Regions from separate parts of the Pan troglodytes genome. Here region 2 is linked to region 1. The links are chromatin contacts, called in public Hi-C maps. All regions are on one chromosome and are shown on one strand. The core of a region is the stretch at or near the end of the contact, and the rest is flanking DNA. Distances in the headings are between cores, read along the strand shown.

The links. Hi-C and Micro-C count contacts between places; a contact is called where the count stands out from the background.
Region 2: a Hi-C map of stem cell-derived neural progenitor cells shows a contact between it and region 1, with 2.7 times the contacts expected there. The contact joins the promoter of MAP4K3 here to the enhancer-like site in region 1. A contact is called at or near these places in 1 of 7 Hi-C or Micro-C datasets (stem cell-derived neural progenitor cells) and 1 of 1 datasets of contacts at active chromatin or transcription factors (stem cell-derived excitatory neurons).

The regions. Positions count from the first base shown.
Region 1 is chr12:83,082,796-83,088,577 of NHGRI_mPanTro3-v2.0_pri, reverse strand. All of the region lies in intron 1 of TMEM178A (transmembrane protein 178A), which reads left to right. Among named protein-coding and RNA genes, the nearest start is that of TMEM178A, 30 kb to the left of the region's middle. Within about 2 kb of position 4,152, at least 11 of the 24 cell types and tissues checked have an H3K27ac peak or open chromatin away from gene starts, as enhancers often do. A contact at or near this core is called in stem cell-derived neural progenitor cells, where this site is marked.
Region 2 is chr12:83,341,656-83,346,907 of NHGRI_mPanTro3-v2.0_pri, reverse strand. MAP4K3 (mitogen-activated protein kinase kinase kinase kinase 3) reads right to left here and starts at 3,848. Exons shown (of 33, transcript XR_010149574.1): 1 at 3,719-3,848. LOC129135347 reads left to right here and starts at 3,428. Exons shown (of 8, transcript XM_063789971.1): 1 at 3,428-3,515.

The sequences.
Region 1 (5,782 bases), core at 2,903-5,402:
AGAAAGACAAATACTGCATGATCTCACTTATATGTGGAATATTCAAACTCATAAAAGCAGAGAATAGAATGGTGGTTACCAGAGGGTAGAATGGTGATAACCAGGGGCAGGGGGAATGGGAAGATGGATGTTGGTCAAGGAGTACAAAGTTTCAGCTATGCAAGATGCATAGATTCTGGAGATTTATTTACAGCATGGTGGATAGATAACAATATTGTATTATAGACTTGAAATTTGCTAAGAGGGTACAACTTAAGTGTTCTCACTACACACACCCACAAAGGGTAACTATGTGGTGTGATGGATATATTAATTAGCTTGATTGTGGTGATTAGTTCACAGTATATACAGGTATTAAATCATCAAGTTTTGTACCTTCAATATATACAATAAAAATGGCTAAGATGGTAGATTTTATATTATGTGTATTTTACCACAATAAGAAAAATTGGAGAAAAAAAGACAGTGATTGATAGTTGGCTACTTTTTTTTTTCTCCTAAATGCTGGAGATGAGGATGAAATTACAAGTACTATGGTCCCTAGGTCACACTTTACTTGTCCTGCCTATAAAGGGGGAGGGGAGAGGGAGTAGATGGACATTAACATTTATTAAGCGTCAATTATGGGCTAGGCACTGTGTTAGGACAGTATATATGTATTAGCTCATTTGATCCTCAAGACAATAATGTGAGATTGTGTGACTGCCTATTTCACAAATGAAAAAATATACGCTCAGAGTAGTCAAGTTGATTGCTCTAAGTCACACAGCATGTCCTGAAAACCAGTATTCTAGTTTATACTTTTGCATGATGCTTCTTACATACACACATTTAAGGCAGAAAAAATACATTCCCAAATTTCTGTTAACATTTGGAAGCACGCAGGCTTAATTAACCTTACAATTTAAAGTTACATTCATTGATGTTCACTCTAAAAAAAATTCATCAGGAGGCTGAGGCAGGAGAATGGCTTGAACCCGGGAGGCGGAGCTTGCAGTGAGCCGAGACCGTGCCACTGCACTTCAGCCTGGGCAATAGAGCGAGACTCTGTCTCAAAAAACAAAAACGAAAACAAAAACAAAAACAAAAAACAACAACAACAAAAGTCATACAGGAGAGTGAAGAAAGCTGAGGTTTGCTTCCTACCCTGTTTGGATGCTTTCGTGAATCCAAGAGATTTTAAGTTCAGGTTTGTAAAAACAATAGCATTAGACCCATGTACTATTAAGACAACTTTTGTGTTCTGACTATATTGATCTTTCTGAGGTATGTTGTGACTAGAGCAAAAGTAACCAGTAGTGACTGTTAGCCTGTTTTTGTAACATGGGGTCCCATGTGGAAAGGAAAATCTCACAGTGTGTTCCACATGAGCATCCACTGAATTGATGGCTGTATTCAGTTTCACATGAGACAATGACTCCGGGAACAAGGCACTGGATGGATGTCAGGTCTTGCCTGTGTCTGCCTTCTCTCTAATGGCATAATCAGGTCCCTTTTCTCCTGAGTTGGAGAGAAAAGAATAGTGTCTCTACATTGTGGTTCTCTTGTCTCCTGCTAGAGAGGGAAGAAAAAGGAAAGGAGAACAGGAGAGCAGGGAGGGAGAATCCTCTGTAAGCCACATAAAATTATATCTTCTCTTTAGTCTTGAGTTGTAAATACTGTACCTGCCACACCAGATAAGTCACCAACTGTATGCCAAGATGGTTCTGAGAAGCTGAGAATCTGATTTAAAATTTTAAAATACGATATTACTTTTTATTATAGATACAATATAATAAGTACATTAAAGGAGATTTAAAAATCAATTCAGCAAGCCAGTGGTCAGCCTAACCCAATGACAGATTCCACTGTTGCACAAGATCATGCCTTTTTGAACACTATTATTTCTGGTTTATTCCTCAGCCACCTTTTTTTTTTTTTTTTTAACTTCTGTGATGATGTTTACTATCTCTGAAATGGGTTGAATCTGTCTGACTTGTCATTGAACTCTCCCTCTTTGGCCCCTAGAGATAATGTGTTTGCAGTTCAAGGAACTCACCTGAGTCTTGCCTTTAAGTCTTGCCTGGATTTGTTCAGATAAAAAAAGTAGCAATAGTAGTAGTAGTAATAATAATAATAATAATTAAAGCTAACACTAATAATATTATATTATTATTTCATTTAATCCTCCTTTGAGATAGATGAACTGTCATTGTCTATGTATTGGTGCTCAGAGAGGTTAAATAACTTGCCAAGGGCTCACAGATAGTGAATAGTGAAGCCAAAAGGCAAATCCAGCCTGTCTTGCTCCAGAGAGGATATAGAGTGAACACAGATAAAATTTCTTAGTTACCAAGCAGTTGAGTCTCCATTAATAATAAGAAACAATTATGGCAGAACCAGATATAGTATGTGGTAGACACAAGATCTAAACAAAGAATAACCTCACACCTTTCAGGCCCTTTCTATATCAAACATTCTTGCTCCCAGTTGCTTTTGCTTTGGTTGGAGTCTTACTCATTTTCATCTAGTAACCTCCCCTCTCCAGGATGGAAGCCACATGAGACTATTGAGCATTTGAAATGACGCTTGTCTGAAAAGAGATGTGCTATAAGTAGAAGATATCAGATTTAGATTTTGAAGACTTAGTATGAAAAAACTATATAAAATATCTCATTAACAACTTTCAAAGTATTGATTGCATGTTAAATTTAAAAATACTAAAATTAATCTCACCTATTTTTCAATATGACCATTAGAACATTTAAAATTCTTACAATTTGCATTATATTTCTACTGGACAGAGCTGCTTAGATTTACTAATTAGTATCTTTCTCCTTTCAGTTCTGTAGACCTGATGAAAGGTTTGTCCTCAAGAGCTTTGCCTTTGGGACTGGTTTAGCCATTTGAGGCTCTAAAAGTCAGTGTTAAGCCCCTAAACTTACTGTATTTAGTTTATTTATTTTAACAAGTTTCACTGTTTATACCCAATACAGGAGGTGATAAGGAAAGCATTTTTGTCTGTCTGCTTTAGCCCCTGCTTTGCTCTGAAATTAAATCTCTGACCAGAACATGGCTGCTACCCTGTCCTATGACCGCATGATTGATTTTTCTTTTCAAACTGAGACGTGTGCTGGGGAAATAATTCTTTATTTTTCTGCTCAAGGGCCAGCTGAAGAATTCCAAGTTGTCTTTGAAATGTTTAGGAAATGGTGTAGCCTGTTGTTAACTCTTTCTGCTAGAGAACCTTAAGCATTAGTGGTACTGCTATTGCCATCAACTGTTTCAGACATACCTCTTAAATGTTGTAATCCAGAAAAAAGTCACAGCCTCCCTGCTTAAGGAACTTGGGACATTAATGAAGAGGCAGACTTTCTGATCTAGTAGGCAGTGACAAAGACCAGTAATCAAGAGTGAGATGGTGAGGCTCAGCAAAGAGAGTGAGCTATGTAGTCTGCAGGGTTTGGGGTAGGCTTTTCGAAGGCAGTGAGCCTGGAGGGATAGTAGTTTTTGGACTGTTCTAAAGTTAGTGATGTAGGCTAGGATGGTCACAGAGATGGACATGATGTTGCCAGGGGACAATTTGGGGAGGGAGGGAAGTAGCCCCTGGGAACCAGTCACAGGTAAGTGTAAGTGAAGTTGGAGGTAGGGATAGATGATAGGGGTCTAGAGTCTGAATTCGATTCAGGGGGAACCCAATTGTATGTTCCTGGACAGAGCCAGTCAATGAAAACCCCAGTCTTACGTTCTGAGGGACCGCGTGTGATTTTCGCATCTTCTGTTGGTCAGTGTGGAAGTTGACACAATGGCAAAGCATTAAAACATTTAAATAAACAATTATATAGTACTTATATGTGTCAGACAATGTATTTTTAAATAAATACATAATTTTAAAACAAATACATAATTATATCATAGCAAGTGAAACTGTTCCTCGCTTACAGTAATCAATTTAAGGCCACATATTAAGTTAATGATACTGTAAAAGGCAGGTAGATGTAACAAAAATCTTAAAGGTTTTCATATTGCATTTTACTGATGGGCAACTGAGACTCCAGAGGCCTCAAAACTTCACACAGCAAATTTATCTAGCAGTGGCATGCAGGGTAGGTTGAGGGTTGAGCAAGGAGGTCAGTTAGCAAATTCTTCAGGAGTGAGGTGATGGGAGTCTTGTTCTAAAGTGGCGAGAATGGAGAGGAAACATGAGAGCTGTTGGTTGGGCCATTGTTCAGGCAGCTGTTGCCATGTGTCTGTTTATTTCTCTGTACACTTGGGTTAATCTGTGATGACCATTTAAGGTGCAGACTCCTGGTGTGTGGCAGTGGTTCTGTATGGCGAATTGGGCAGGTGCCAAGAGGGAATTCATAATCCAAGGCTGACATTATGGAGTACTTACAGTGGGCCACACATCCTATGCTAAGTCCTGAATTACCTCTTTCATTCCTCACCATAACTCAGTGAGGTATCTGCCATTATTCTCCCTCTTTTACAGACGAGGGAACCAAGGCTCAGTGAGCTTCAGTAATTTGCCACAAGTCACACAACTAGGATTCAAACCCAAGTCTGTCTGACCGCAAGGTCTTTAACCATCATGTATACTGCCCGCCTCATTATTGATTGATAGTAATGACTGTTTATAGCATCTTTCTCATGTTTCTTCCTTATTTAACCTTGAGTAGGGGTTTCTATGACTTAGCTTGGAACTCAGTATTGGAAACAACGGAAATTCACCAGGCAAAAAGCTCCATTTCTAACCCCCTGTGCAACATACTTGTGTATCTTATTCTATGGTTTATATCATCATTAAAGTGGCTCTACTTGGCCCTTTAAGAAGCTAATTAATCACTAAATATAAACCACAACTTGTTCTTTTCAATCCTCTGCATGTTTCTTCCCCCCATTGTGTGATGCCATCTGGTGCTATGAGCTCATGCTTTTTGTGTTCCTTTTCAGAGAGCCAGATTCATTGCTCTCTAAACCCAGAAAGCCAGTTAATTTCAAAGTTTGCATGTGTGACTTTGAAAAAATTGGAATCTAATGCCTCCTTGTGGATTTTAACAGTATAAATTATTCCTTAACATAACACTGCATGGAACTTCCGTCTTTACCACCATCTGTGTATATATATGTGCTTGTCTTTTTATCAAAAAGATCTAATTTGTCTTTGGTTGCTTGATATGTTCTGTCAAGCAACTACAGGTCTTTTCCTGTAAGATTTTTGTGGTTTCATTTTGTCAATTTAATGTGTGTGCTGTAGGGAGCCAAACCTTAATAATATTGCTTTCCTCTTCAAATCTATCTGACTTTCTCCTATGACAGTGGAACAAGTGTTTAAGAACAAGGACATAAAACAGCTAATGGCAGGTCTCTGACACTGCTGCTGAGCTGTCTTTCATTCCCACTTTCTCTTCTAATTCTGCCTGAAGTCTCTAATCATCTTCCAAGGGAGTGGAACACCTGGACCATAGAACATTTTCTTGCAAACTCAGCTGTGGAGCTCTGGGCTTGCTACCAGACCCCCACTCTTTGGAGTCCTTGAGTACTGCTTGTTACTGTCAGCCCAGACCTCATCATTTTCCCTACCCTCTTTCTCTTTTCATTTCGGAATTCTTGGCACTTTAAATTTAGCCTGAGAGCCCCATGGAGAAGGAAAGGCGATTTGGTGATGTGTGCGCTACTTACCTAATTCCTGGCACACGTAGAGGAAGCAGGAGAACCCTGGGCCAGCTGCCATCTCCTTCCTGTTACTCTTCTTGCCACTGGGATCCTGCCCATTACAAGCAAGGAACAGAGGAGGAGATGG
Region 2 (5,252 bases), core at 2,599-5,098, 260 kb before region 1:
AGTCCAGAAGTCACTAAAGATGACTCTAAGGCTTACAGCCTGGAGTCTTTGTGTATCCAGTCTTGGATACACAGGCTAGGAATCGTTCACAGGGACCAGACTAAAACCATAAGACTAGGTAAGATACTTCCTCAGAAACCATATTAAGACTATTCTTTCAAAACTTCTTTTGCCTTATCCTATCTCCAGCTTTACTATCTCCTGCTTCTTTCTAGCAAAAAATCTAGAAAAACATAAGGACATCAAGACTTAAAGGGTAGGAATAATAAAAATTAAACTGGAAAACTGCCTGACAAAAGATGGCACAATGCATGTGAAAATCATATTATTATCTATTATAACTACCTAATTTCTCCAAGAAAACTTTTTTGAATGGCAAACCTATGGATCATTTTTTCATTTTTTTGGATCATGAAGCTCTTTAAGAATGCAATGAATGCTATAACCCATCTCCACAGAAAAACACAAATACATACAACATTAAGCCTATTAATTTCAGAGCACTCCATGGGCCTCCTGAGGCCCAACTAAAGAGCTTCAGTTGCCAGCTCCTAGGTCCCTAGGTAACCCAAGCTGCAGGCACTTCATGACAGATAAAGCCTGCAGAGTTACATGACACTTACAAGATACGACTTTAGACAGTGCAGATAAAATGTATATATGCATTGGCCTGAAAAAAATAAAGATAACTTACTTACTAAGTAAAATTTGAGTCATTTAGTCAATACCAAAAGAAGAAGGGCATATGATGGTAATAATATCTCCACAACAAAACAGCTCTGAGAGGTTGATTTCACAAGGTCACATAGCTAATAAATCCCAGATTGTCCACATCCTTGTTCAGTGCTTTGGAACTAAACCACGCCACCTTAAGTACAATAAATATGTTATTACATTGAGTAGGAAACCATTTTCAAAATAAAAATCTCCACCAACCTTCCAAGAATGACTATAATCGGATCTCTTATTTATTTAATCCAATCATTCCATTTTTAGCATGTAAATGCTGACAAATTCAGGAACAAATTATATATATTGGCTTTTGAAAACAAAATGTACTTCTCTCTAGCACAATTAATTTGTATAAATAAGAAAAAACTAAAACAGCAAAACAAATAACAAAAATATGTAACTTTATAGAATAAACTTGATTATAGACAAAAACACAAACAAGAGTTTGGCAGGCAGGGGTACATGATGTCAAGAACCACATGAAGTTTCTCTGCTTTGGTCACTGGTATTGGAAGAGTCTGGCAGGCAGGGACCAAGCATCTATTATCTGATATCCACTTGGCAGACTACATAAACAGTGAGACCTTGTGGCACAGCAGGAATTAGGTATTCCAACTGCTACTTAAAGATCTACACTGAGTCAGAGTGTGGCTACAACTCAAATGCTAAACTAAATGTGTGCCTCAGTTTCTCCACTGGAAATGTAATACATTGTCTGCCCATCTCCTATCTTTAGAGAGGCAGTACTGCCAATTGGTTAAGAATACAGTCCCTAATTGGTTCAAATTTTGGCTTTGCCACCTACCAACTTTGGCAAGTTAATCTCCTTGTGCCTCAGTTTATTCAACTGCAAAATGGGGTTAACAATAGCACCTATCTCACAGGGTTGCTGTTAGGATTAATTAGAAAAATCTTATAGTGCCTGGCAAGTAACAAGCATTCCATAAACATCAGCTAGTATTATCATTATTTTAAACGAATGACAAGATTAACCAACTTAGTATACCTCTATTACACTCAGGAAATTACAGGCCATAATTTTTTTTTGCTTTTTAATCATGTGGCTTAACTACTAACTGTTCTTTTTAATATAGCAAGTACACAGCCAATTAGTCCTGTAAAAAAATTCACTGTATACCCTGCCACCTAAAACGTATACATTCATCGAGTTTTAGTTAACTTTTCATCGCAATATAAGCGAACTCCCCCAACCAGTCATAAGTGACTTGCATCCATCCACTTCTACTTTCACAGTCATCACCATATTCCTTAACACCATTATTCTTACCTAGACTATCACAGTGGCCTCCCAACTGCTCCATTCCACTCTTCATGCTGTAGTAGGGAGCTCTTTTAAAAACCTAAATCTAATGTCACTCCTCTGCTTAAAAGCCTGCAATAGTTCCCCATTGTCCTAAACAAGTCCGATCTCCTAATGAGAACTAAGAGGCCTGCAAGATCTAGGGCCACCCTCCCGCTCTGGCTGCTCAGGCTACACAGGCCTTCTTTCACATCGGGCCTCAGAGCCTTCACATATCATGCTCCCCTATCTGGCGTAATCCCCTCTCCCCAGTACCCTAAGCAACGCCCAATCATCTCTGAGATCTCAGCTGAAAGGCGATGAGCGTCTGATACCCTAAACAGGATCAGGTCCTCCTATTACATGCTCTCATAACCCTGATCCTAATACTCTTTTCTGCATCACAAAATAAAACTGCAATAATTATTTAAATGGCTATTTAATACTGTCCTTGTCCAAAAAAATAGAAACACTTAGGAAGATTTGGAACCAAGTCTATCGTTTACTGCTACAACCCAAAGTGCTTACTTGCCAAGTATCTCATACATTGTAGGTGGGCTCAATATATCTATATTGCATAGTAGGAAAAGTGATGAGATCCACGATGGTGAAAAGCAGATCATCCAGAAAATGAGACTAAAGCAGAACATTGGCTGCACTGTATTAAATATGTAAGTTACCACAGGCATTACACTGAAGAGTAAAAACCTGCTTAAACATGGGCAAAATAAAGTTAAGACTAAACTTTCCAATGCAAAATTAAGTTTCTTTGTGCATCCTCAGGTGTTATGTGAAACTGGAGGAGTTCAACTTCAGTTACCAGTAAGAAGATACACAACTAAATCAAGACTGCTGCCACATTTGGCAACAACCTCCTCTCTTCTTGGCAGTAACTGCGAGGCCAAGAGTTGAGTTGGCCAGGGAAGAGTGATTTATCTTCCCACATTTAGAAGTGGTCCCTCTACAACAGGAATGCTGTACCGCTAATGGACTTTGAATTCTAACCTTGTCAAACCAGTACCTTCCCTAAGTATTCAAGTCACTTTTTTAAAAAACAAGTTTAAATGGCATCGCAGTCCAATTCGACTTACAGAAAACAAAGTTGCTCTTTCCAAAAAAAAAAAAAAAGTCATTACTCTGGAAAATTAAAAGAAACTGACAGGGGGATGAATAAGGCGCTAAAGGCTGAGAGCTGTCGATGGAAGATGGAGGTCGCTCAGCATAGTATAATAACTACCACCGAGGCCTGGTGGGCAGCAGCTCCCAACCTAGAGCGGACGATCCCAGGTTGGCGTGAAGCAGGCAGGTTTGACAACGCCAGACCCCTGCTGTCCGGTTCGTCGCGCTGACCCTGCCAACGCAACAAACGCCCAGACCTTCTCTGCACTATGGATGAGCAATGTGGCCCGCTCTCGTTCTGCCCTTCCCTGGAAATGCGCGCAAGAAGGGAGGTGGCAAAAATCATGTCCACCGGGGGGCTCAGGTAAGGGCTGGGGAGGTCTCGGGGTTAAACATTTGGCCCTTTGTTCACCAAGGCAGCAGAGCCCTTGGCGTCCGCAGCTCCTCCTCCCCGACTGCTCCCTGGCGCCAGCGTCTCCCGAGGACAGGCGGCAAGGGCTCGGACGCCCAGGCTTGGCTGCGGGTCGGGATCCCACGGCCTCGGCGGCGCGCGGCCCCTGCCTTTACCTTGTAGACGTCGCCGTAGGTGCCGCTGCCGATGCGCTGAATCAGCTCGAAGTCCTCCTGCGGGTTCCGGCGGGACAAATCGAAGCCGGGGTTCATGGCGGGCCCCAGGTGCCCCCCGCCTCCCTCCCGGGCAGGGGAGGGGGGCCGCTCAGGGGGCCACACGGAGAGAGGGCGCCGCGGCCGGCTCCCGGCTCCCCCGGCGGTCACAATCACCCGGCTCCACGCTGCGGCCGCCGCCGCCGCCGCCGCTCCCCTCACGCCGCTGCGGACGACGACAAGCGGCCAATCGTCCCCGCCCCCCGCGGCCCGCCGCGGCCCGCCGCCGCGCCGAACCTGGTCACACCCACAAGGAGAGGAGAACCCTCGCAGCCCCTCGCTCGGGGTGAAACTCCAACATGGCTTCCGCTTTCGCCGCTCCTCCCCCTCCCCTTACTCCGGCTCCTCCAACCTCCTCCCCTTTTCCCGACTCCCGCCCGACTGCGCAGCCGCGATCCCGGAGGGAGCGCTCCAGGCCTGGCGCGCACCCGACCCCTTGCGCGTTCCGGCTCCGCGCGCCTGCCAGGCCGGGGCCGGCGGCGGAACAGCTTGGGACCCGAAACGCCTCGGCTTTTCTGCGGACCCGCGCCCGGCCGCTGCCGCCGGACGCTTGAAAAGGTTTGCCTGGCCCAGGGACCGGGGTTAGGACTAGCAGAAAGTGGCTTCTTTTCGTTTCTGATTCCCCTAACGACAAAGTTGGACCTTGGTCTATCTGGTCCCAGTTCCAAGCAGGTAGCATAGTGGTAATATCCAAGACAGCCAATGTCCCAGCCTTTATTATTTTAGAAGCAGCTACATGTAGGATACCACGGAGTGCTGCAGCCTTTCTGGGATTGCGGGGAGGGGTCACTAAACACACCGTGAGGAAAACCCCCAGGAAAAGTGAGCTGTGCTTGCTTGCCCCTGTCACCGACACTCGGACCCTTGGAGTTGGCCTGCCAGGGTGCAAAGGAGGGCAGGCCAGGAGGGCCGCGAGGGAGGTGTGTGCATTGGGCAGAGCGTGAAAGCTCCGGGAGGAAAACATGCGGAACAGCTGCCCACCATCCCGCGTGGGAGGCAGGCAGAGCGCAGAACTAAAGTAGTGATTGACCTCCCTCTTCGAAGAGGGTTGGATTATCAAAGACGGGCGGGGACTGCGCAGGCTGTCAAGCAACCCTGTAAAGAAGGGGTGGAGGGTGGACTAGATCTATTACCGCACCTGAAATATAAACACGTGACGATCCGGAAGCTCTTTAGCTGTGACCTTACCTACCCAAAAACCCCACCCTGCTTAAGACCCAGATTGCGCGTCTTACATCTGAGCTATGTGGACTCCAGCTCCGATTGTTAATACTTGCCCAAGAAAGCTTGAGGGTAATGGAAGGTTATTTTTCTGTTCTCATTGAACTTCCCAATAGACATTTGCAGGAGCTTTAATCAATTAGGTGATGGCCACTTTGGCAATACCACGTTGGAGTTTTGCTTCAGAAATGCTTTCCTAATCCCCTTAGGCACCACA